Regions from separate parts of the Rattus norvegicus genome. Here all the other regions are linked to region 3. Evidence: chromatin contacts called from public Hi-C data. All regions are on one chromosome and are shown on one strand. Each heading gives the region's core, a stretch centred on a gene start, on an enhancer-like site or on the middle of the called end of the contact. The rest is flanking DNA. Distances are from core to core; before and after follow the strand shown. Region 1 holds the start of Ing2 (inhibitor of growth family, member 2). Region 2 has its middle 17 kb from the start of Cdkn2aip. Region 3 holds the start of Rwdd4 (RWD domain containing 4).

What was found. Hi-C and Micro-C count contacts between places; a contact is called where the count stands out from the background.
Region 1: a Hi-C map of liver shows a contact between it and region 3, with 2.4 times the contacts expected there. The contact joins the promoter of Ing2 here to the promoter of Rwdd4 in region 3. A contact is called at or near these places in 9 of 12 Hi-C or Micro-C datasets (the A7r5 cell line, Schwann cells, frontal cortex and 5 more) and 1 of 1 datasets of contacts at active chromatin or transcription factors (oligodendrocytes).
Region 2: a contact with region 3 is called in a Hi-C map of prefrontal cortex, with 5 times the contacts expected there. The contact joins the enhancer-like site here to the promoter of Rwdd4 in region 3. A contact is called at or near these places in 5 of 12 Hi-C or Micro-C datasets (the A7r5 cell line, frontal cortex, hepatocytes and 2 more).

What each region holds. Positions count from the first base shown.
Region 1 is chr16:51,306,845-51,309,544 of GRCr8, reverse strand. Ing2 (inhibitor of growth family, member 2) reads right to left here and starts at 1,253. Exons shown (of 2, transcript NM_001106083.1): 1 at 640-1,253. The coding sequence starts at 808. It overlaps LOC134482502 (a long non-coding RNA gene), which reads left to right and starts at 1,694. Exons shown (of 2, transcript XR_010058702.1): 1 at 1,694-1,826.
Region 2 is chr16:51,284,523-51,287,222 of GRCr8, reverse strand. No RefSeq gene overlaps it. Among named protein-coding and RNA genes, the nearest start is that of Cdkn2aip, 17 kb to the right of the region's middle. Within about 2 kb of position 1,367, at least 8 of the 93 cell types and tissues checked have an H3K27ac peak or open chromatin away from gene starts, as enhancers often do.
Region 3 is chr16:51,464,422-51,467,121 of GRCr8, reverse strand. It overlaps Rwdd4 (RWD domain containing 4), which reads left to right and starts at 1,404. Exons shown (of 8, transcript NM_001034994.1): 1 at 1,404-1,636. The coding sequence starts at 1,613. It overlaps Trappc11 (trafficking protein particle complex subunit 11), which reads right to left and starts at 1,267. Exons shown (of 30, transcript NM_001169115.1): 1 at 1,019-1,267.

The DNA of each region.
Region 1 (2,700 bases), core at 4-2,503, 160 kb after region 3:
ACACACACAGACACACAGACACACAGACACACACACGGACACACAGACACACACAGACACACACCCCTTCTCCGCCCGGCCCTGCGGGGGACCCCTCCCCCTTTAACCATTGGGCAATAGCAGAGGAAGAGCTGAGGCACCGGGCGGCCCGGAACTTTCCCCGGGGCGAAAGGGAAGCACAGACTGTCCCAGTCCCGCGCCACGCCGGGAGGCGGTGGGGGGGGTGCATCTCCGGAGTCCACCTTCGCCGTCCTCTCTCCCCCTCCCCCCATACGTTCCAATGCATCTGCTCGCAGAGGGAGGAAGCCCAGCGGGCAAGGGGCAAGCAGGCCCAGCACCTAGTCCAGCCCGCGTCCCGCTGCTGCACATTCGCCAGCCCCGGGCAGGACAGAGTGCGGCACCCAGCCGGCAGGCACCGGAACAAATGCTCGCTTAAAATGGCTGATTCCCGGTCCGCGGCAGCTGCAGCCAGCCGCCAGAGCTGCAGCGGGGGCTGACGGGCGGTCCTCGGAAGTCCTAGTCAGCCGCAGCCGGGACAGGGAGGGCCGCGAGTGTGTTGTGCAGGACCCTCTCCCGGTCCTACACACCAGATCGCTCGGTGCACTTCGCGCACACTTACACCCGAGAGAGGGAAAGTACCTTGGTATTTGTTGTCCAGCTCCCGCAGCACCGACACGTTCCTCTGCATGTCGTGGGGCAGCGACTCCACACACTCCAGGTAGTCCTGCACGTAGCAGGTGAGCAGCCGGCTCCGCTCTCCGGTCAGGAGCGCGGCCGACGAGTACAGCTGCTGCTGCTGCCCTAACATCCTGCCGCCGCTGCTGCTCCTCGCCGCCGCCGCCGCCGCCGCCTCCGCATCCAGCAGCCACACATGCAACAGCCACGACCGCCGCTCCTCCGCTCGGCAGCCCGGCGCCGCGGGGACACGGCCGCCGCTCGAGAGGGCACCGCCGAGTCCCCCGATCTCCACTCCCCCCAGAAGAAACCCTTACTCCCCGCCCCCGCGGTAACAAGCCCAAGGGCGGGGCGAGACCGGGGCTCCCTCCGGCCCCCTCCCTCGCTGGGAGAGAGCAGCGGGGTTCCCCGCGGCCGACGGCGCCGGGCTCCCGGGCGGTGACACTGGCTGTCCCCCCTGGGACTCCCCAGACACCACCAGAGCTGCCCGGTCGCCCGGATCCCCGTGACAAGACCCTCGCTATCCTCTCGCCTCGCTATCAGCCTCCTTGCCTGTCGGAGTCTCAGTGGACTTGCCCCCGCCCCTTGGCCAGAGGCCGCATCTGCGCCTGCGCAGCACTCACTCCTAATAAGGCTGGGGCCCCGCCCCTATCGCCCTACCGAAGAGTTCGCATTCTCCCGCCTTCCCTGCGCCACCCGGGCGATTGGTCTGTCAACTCTCGCCTGGGGCGGGGGGAGGGTGCGGAGGGCGGCCAAACGGCAGGCTGCGCCCCGCCCCCTCTTAAAGGGGCCGCATGGCTGAGCCTGCCCCTTCGCCCAAACTCTGACGGTTGCCCCCGAGAGGCCAGGCGACCGCTCTCTCGTTTTCTGGACCCTGGAGGGAGAGGAAGCTTCTGCTCGGCTCGCTCGGTCCCGAGTTACCGACCTTGCCTCCATCTGGCGGATCCAGCGCCTCCCTCGCGAGCCTCCAAGACAGCAGCGAGCGGCCCCTGGGCGCTGCTGGCCGAGTGAGGCCTGAGAGAACTAAAGCGACCCAGGGTGCAGCGGGCGCGGCTCCGGGCATGCGCGGCGACTTCCCGCCGAGCGCCCCGCGGCCACGGTTGTGCTCCGGTCGCCGCCAGGCTCCCGGAGTACCGGGGCCGACCGCGGAGGTAGGCGGTGCGCCCCCTGCCCTCGGTTTTTAAATGCCGATTCCCGCCTCGCATGCGGTCCCCTCCCCCCAGCTCCAGGGTGGCTCGCAGGGTCGGCTCCCCTCCCCGCGCGCCTTAGAGTTTGGTTTAGGGAGAAGGTGACAAGACTGCGCCCCGCCCTGTCCCCCGACCCCAAACCACCTTAAGGACACTGTTTCCATAGGTCGAATCGCTTAGGCATCACACACCAGGGAGGACTTGGCGTGGCCGCAGAATGAGAGACGCACACATACACACAGACGACACTGTATTTTTCACTACACACACGCGCGCGGCACTGTATTTTCACTCGGCTTCACCACTAACCAGCAGGGGAGCCGTGCAGATGGGATTAAAAATCGGATCAGCCACCGAGTGCGGTGCTGTCTGTGTGAGCGGTTGGTTAGCCGCCTTACTCTCCCAGTACCATCAGTGAAATGCCAGGAGGAGGAGCTAACTGTAATTACGGATAGACTTCCGGAATGTATATAAATATGTGAGCTGTTTGGTTTTTGTTTTTGTTTCCCCAGAAATAGGTATAAGTAAGAGTACTCACCGAATTTTGATGCAACGCTTGTGTAAACCCCCATGGGAGCAGAGTCTCTGAGTAAGAAAAGGCCAGAGAGATGAGTTTGGGGTGCTCTTGCCTGGTTTGCAGCGCTGTACCTGTTGCACGGCCTGTTCCGAACACTTGCGAAGTGCTATATGCAAAGCAGGTGTTTGCCAAGGGAAATCTAGGTCCGGGTCTAAGTGAAAATTTGGATTCGTAAAACACAACGCGGAATTCGGCGTCCCGAGGACAAGAGTTATCTTGTAAGGCCTGGGAACTCAGGGGTTAATATCCTTTAACGCTGAG
Region 2 (2,700 bases), core at 118-2,617, 180 kb after region 3:
GTTCCTCACACAACGCTGGTGAGGATGTGGGGAAAGAGGAGTCCTTTCTCCGGTAGTGGGTGTGTAAATTAGTGTGGATAAATAAAGATGAGTGTGGGCATTTCTCATAAAACCAAAAGACCTACCGTATGACCAGTTATGCCATCCCAGGACATGAACCCAAAGGGGTCTGTACCCTACCCCAGAGACACTTGCCCATCCGTGGCCATTCAATAGCTAGACAATGCGATCAGCAAGAATGCGTTAATGAAGCTATTCCCAGGAAACTGGGCGGAGCTAGAGCCTCACCAAGTAACTCAGGCCCAGAAGGATAGACTCTGTATGTCCTCTTTCACGTGCAGATCCCGGCTTCTCATTTTTAGATTTAATTCTGAAGTGTCTACAGAGATCAAGAAACTAGAAAGAGCTCCTCAGAGGGAGGGGAGAAGAGGCCATAGGAGAGAAAGGGCTAGCAGAACATACGCGATAGGAAATTAGAAGGTGGGGGTGGGGGTGGGGAGGCGGTACTGGAAAAGGAAAGACTTAAGTCAAGACCAGGATGAAGAGATGGGAGAAAGGAGAAGGTAGAAAGATTTAAGCAGGAGATCAGGGGCAAAATGGCTCACCAAGGCCTCAACCTTGATGACCTGACTCCAGAAGGTTGTCTTCTGACCTCCACATGTGTGAACATGCACGACCACCCCCACACCCCCCACACATACACACATCGTTTATGTAAAACTAAAGATACATGAGAAGACTTATGGATCCTCGTTACTTAACTCTAAAATGTACTTTTTTAAAAAAAGAATTTTGAGCTGAGCCATTCTGCATGGGTGGATAACGCCACACCCACAAGCCCTGGATTATTCAACAAAAATTCCAGTGATTCTAGGTTCTGACAAGCTGGTATTTAAAACTAGCCATCTGTACTTTTCTTTTTTTCTTCTCTTTGTCAACTTGACTAAGCCGAAGTTATTTGGAAATAGCGATCCTCAGTTAAGAAAACACATCCATCAGATTGGTCTCTGAGTAAGTCTATAGTGTATTTTCGTGATAAACTATTGTTGTGGGAGGGCTGAGAGCCCAGCCCACTGTGGCTAGCGATATTCCTGGGCTGATGGTCCTGGGTTATATAAGAAAGCAAGCAGAGCCACCCATGAGGAAAAAGCCTGTGAGTGGCGTCCCTTCATGGCCTCTGCATCAGATTCTGCCTCTAGGTTCCTGCATGAGCTCCTGCCCTGATTTCCCTCATAGATGGACTGTGGTGTGGAAGTGTAGACCAAATAAACTCTTTCTCCCCCGAGATGCTTTTGGTCAGAAGGGTTTATCAGATCAACAGAAAGCACACTAAGACACCATCGCTGCACCAAAATGCAGGGTATAACAAAACAAAGAGCAACCTGGAAAGGGTCATTGCCCAGCCCTTGTTCTAGGTAGCAAAGTATGCAACTGAGGTTGGAGTATTTGTGTAATTCAATATGACCACCCTTGCCATGTTCAACATGATGGTGTGCCTTCTTGCTACCACGATGGTGGCATAAGTGTTGCTATAGATAGCAAGACAGTCAACTGAAATGGCTAAGCCACATTAGAGGGTCATGGAGAGGATGTCACGGTGAGTGAGGTCCACCATGTGAGTGTAAGGATGCCCCCAAAATGACTGAATGACAAGAGAATACATTGCCGTCCATGAGGGGATCATATATGGGACAAGATTTGCTGAAGAGCTGTCATGTTGGTGTGGCTGCTGCTGAGCATAAAGGGACTTACAACTGAGGACAAGATGGTTCTGAGCTCATGTAAGGGCAATGTCTAAAAGGGAAAGGGATGTATGGGCAACATCCTCCATATTGTCCCCTGATTTGTCAAGAAAATTGGATGAAATGGAGGGTCTGGCTGTTTCTTACATCTGGAGGAGGACGGGGAAGTATAAAGAGAGCACAGAGTTCCTCTTGAGATCCAAAAGCATAGAACCCATGGGAAGGATCGGATGGTGAAGAAGGAGAAAGCAGGGCAGAAGTGAGAGAAGATATTCCTCGGGTCTGCTCCTTAATACTGAAGAAGAGAAAATCCGCAATCTGGGATACAGATGAGGGCTTTGGTAATGACCTGGGACAGGAAACTCTGAAGGCCAAGGAATATTCTACCTCTGAAGTGCTTGAATTGGGAAAGACTTTTTAAGCTAGAGGAACATTTTCACAGCCTGGTTTATGAGACTGTAAATGGATGGAAACCGTCTAAGTACCACAGAAACAGAGGAACTAAGTAATATAACTACCCATCCTCTCCTGAAACAAAGACTGCTTTCTCTGAGGCATGAGGGAAGTGAGTTGCTGCTAGATTGGTTTATACGAATCATCAAGGACACTCAGTTATTGCTAGCTAAAGTCCCCATGGATGCTGGGGACTGGAAGATAATAAGGGAGAGTCAGGCAAAATGAGATAATAGGCTTGAAACACATTGTTTGATGCCCAGTTTACCTGGAACTAATAGGATTGAGTTCATGGGAGAACTAAGAGACTGGCTCAGCAGAGTCTTTTGTAACCTCAGTCTCTATCTCTAGCAACACCCTTCCTCCAACAAGGCCATAACTCTAAATCCTTCCTAAACAATTCCACCACCCCAAGGCTAAGTATTCTAGCACATGGGGGCCATTGTCATCCACGCCACTACAGGACTAGTTCTGAATTCTAAGTGGTTTTGCTGCACCCCTGGTG
Region 3 (2,700 bases), core at 155-2,654:
TTCAGAAAGCAAACTCCTGAAAACCCAGCATTCGGGAGGCAGAGGCAGGAGGACTATTCAAATTCCCAGTCCATAGGGCAATTTCAGGGCAGCCAGGGCTATGGAGATCTCAAAGAGAGTCCCCCACCCACCCGGCAAAAAAGAAATAGAAAGATGGGGGATTTTAGACATATTCTATTTTAGCCGAAAATATTTCCCAAACATCGTAAGTAACCCATGAACTTGTAAAAACCTATTTGTGTATCGTCTTCAAACCCAAACCCTGTGTGTATTGTACAGGAACAGCACGCCTCAGTTCAGATTAGCCGATTTCAAGTGTCTATAGCCCCTTCTTGGCTACTGACAGTGTAGCTCTTGATTACTGCAAATCTGTTCCAACAACATCATGAAAACTGCACCAGCCATCCCTGCCTTATTCTACCTTACAAGCGTTGGCACTTGCAATGGTCCTGCCTATGCTGTAGGGAAATTTAAAAAGGGATGGTACAGGACAAGTGCTGACTGAATAGATTTCAATGACACACAGGAAATAAATCGCTTCCTGGAAAATAATGGAGTAACTATTGTCAATATATGTCAAGCAAACTATTGACAGGGAGGGAACATATAAAAGTACAAAGTAAGTGCTCAGCACCAGATCACCTGGTTAGTGCAAGCTATCGTAGAAGAGAAACAAGCTAACTCAATCAAAGTAACTACTAAAGAAGACGGATATCAATAAACAGGTGGTTCGGGATGCAAGACACGGGCTAGCAAGCAAGGATTGACAGACGCCCACCTGCAAAAAGATCAAATGAACGAAAAGACTGTCCCTAGGGTCGCAGCATTCGACGCTAGTAGCTGCAACTGGGCAAGGAGAATAACCTCAAAGTCCTAGAAACTGACAATTTTCCTCCACCATTCCCACCTCGCTAGAAATAAGTGCGTTCTTCTTTGCAGGTGAAGGAGAAACGCCAAGGGGACACTCAGGCCACTAAACCAGTCGGGATGGCCTGGAAGGTTTCTGGGCTCAACTCACCCAGGCCCTGGACCCGCTGCAGCCGCGGCGAGTCTCCGTCGGCCCCGAAAGAGCCAGGAGAGTCAGGGAGGGGCGTCTAGGAACACGGCCACCGACAACCGACAGCCCCAGCCCCAGACCGGGCGGCAGAAGGCGAGACTTCCTTTTCCCCGCCTCCGTTGGCACAGGAAGCACTTCCTGGGCTTGAGTGACAGTACCGCACACCAGTCCTGGAATAGAACGGGGTTTCTTGTTAGGAAGGTGTTCCATTTCCTAGAGGAGAAGGAGTTGGGGGCGGAAAAAGAAGAAGCCAATAGGAGAAGCGATCGTGAGAGGGGGCGGGGCTTCCTCGTTACCGCCCATCAGTAGCTGGTCAGAGGTCTAGGTGTCCCTTAACGTGATCCTGGTTCCCGATTGCACTTAACGCGATCCTTGGTTCCCGGCCCAAAGCCGATTGCCGGTGGCTTGGAGCTGCCGAGGATCGGGAGTGCGCGAGGTCGTACCCACGGCTGCAAGGAAGGTTTCCCTAGACCGAGGCGCGGAAACGGGGTGCCTCGGCCTCCCGCCCGCTGCCCGCCCGTTCTTCGCGGTAGCGAACGCCGAGCGCCCGGAGCGATGGGTGCCAACGAGGATCAGGAGGTGAGAACCCAGGACTGGTCACCTCTGTCTCGGCCCAGGTCCCAACGTGGTGCACCCGGACTTCGCACATGTCCTTCGCTCTGAGAGCCTTCATTGCCTGTCCGGATGTCCCACGTTGGTGGATCGCCTGCCAGATAGCACTGGACAACCGTATGGCCAGCAAGCATGAATGGATCACGTGAGACTAAACCTCCCGTTTCCCTTATTTGTCTTTTTTTTTTTTTTTCAACCCGAAGGTCTCCTTAGATTTTCTTGCTAAGATGAGTGTCCTTGGTCCACGACCCTAGTGCACTTGGCCATCCTTAAATCCCTTTTGTGGCTTAGCGCTTGTGTGTCCAGTTATTCTGTCTTAAAATCTGAACACCTTTAAATTTTAAAACTTGTGGTTTCGTAGAAAGGGTTGAGTAAGTAAAATCTCTGGAGAAAAATGAATGACCCTGTGTTTTGGTTTCAGTCCCTGATGCTTAGTGAAGTCTGCAGTCATTCTGTTGTTGAGTAGATATACAATGTTTTGAGCATCCACATATCAATCCTAATCTTGTAGTTTGTGCTTTGGGTTTTGTTGGTAATGGTGGTGGTGGTGGGTTTTTTTTGTTTGTTCGTTTTGCAAAATATATTGGTATAGACTCGGAAGGAATAGGTACTATAAATTATTTGTCATTTTTTTTTTTTTTTGGTTCTTTTTTTTTTCGGAGCTGGGGACCGAACCCAGGGCCTTGCGCTTCCTAGGTAAGCGCTCTACCACTGAGCTAAATCCCCAGCCCAAATTATTTGTCATTTAACTTTCTAACTCTATAATGTGTCCAGGTGAGAAAGCAAAGTGTCAACAGTGCTCGAGCACCCTTGGGCGGTTTGGTGAGTGTGGTAGAATAAGGATTAGAAGATAAATCTCTAGGTGGTCGCCTTTAATCCCAGGATTTCGGGAGGCAGCAGGCAGGCCGATTTCAGAGTTTGAGACTAACCTGGTTCAAAGGAGTAGTTCCAGAAATCCCATCCCATAGAAAAAAAATCTTATGTCGCAGTAGACTCCTTGTATAGTAGTAGAGATGTAGTAATTTGCTGTT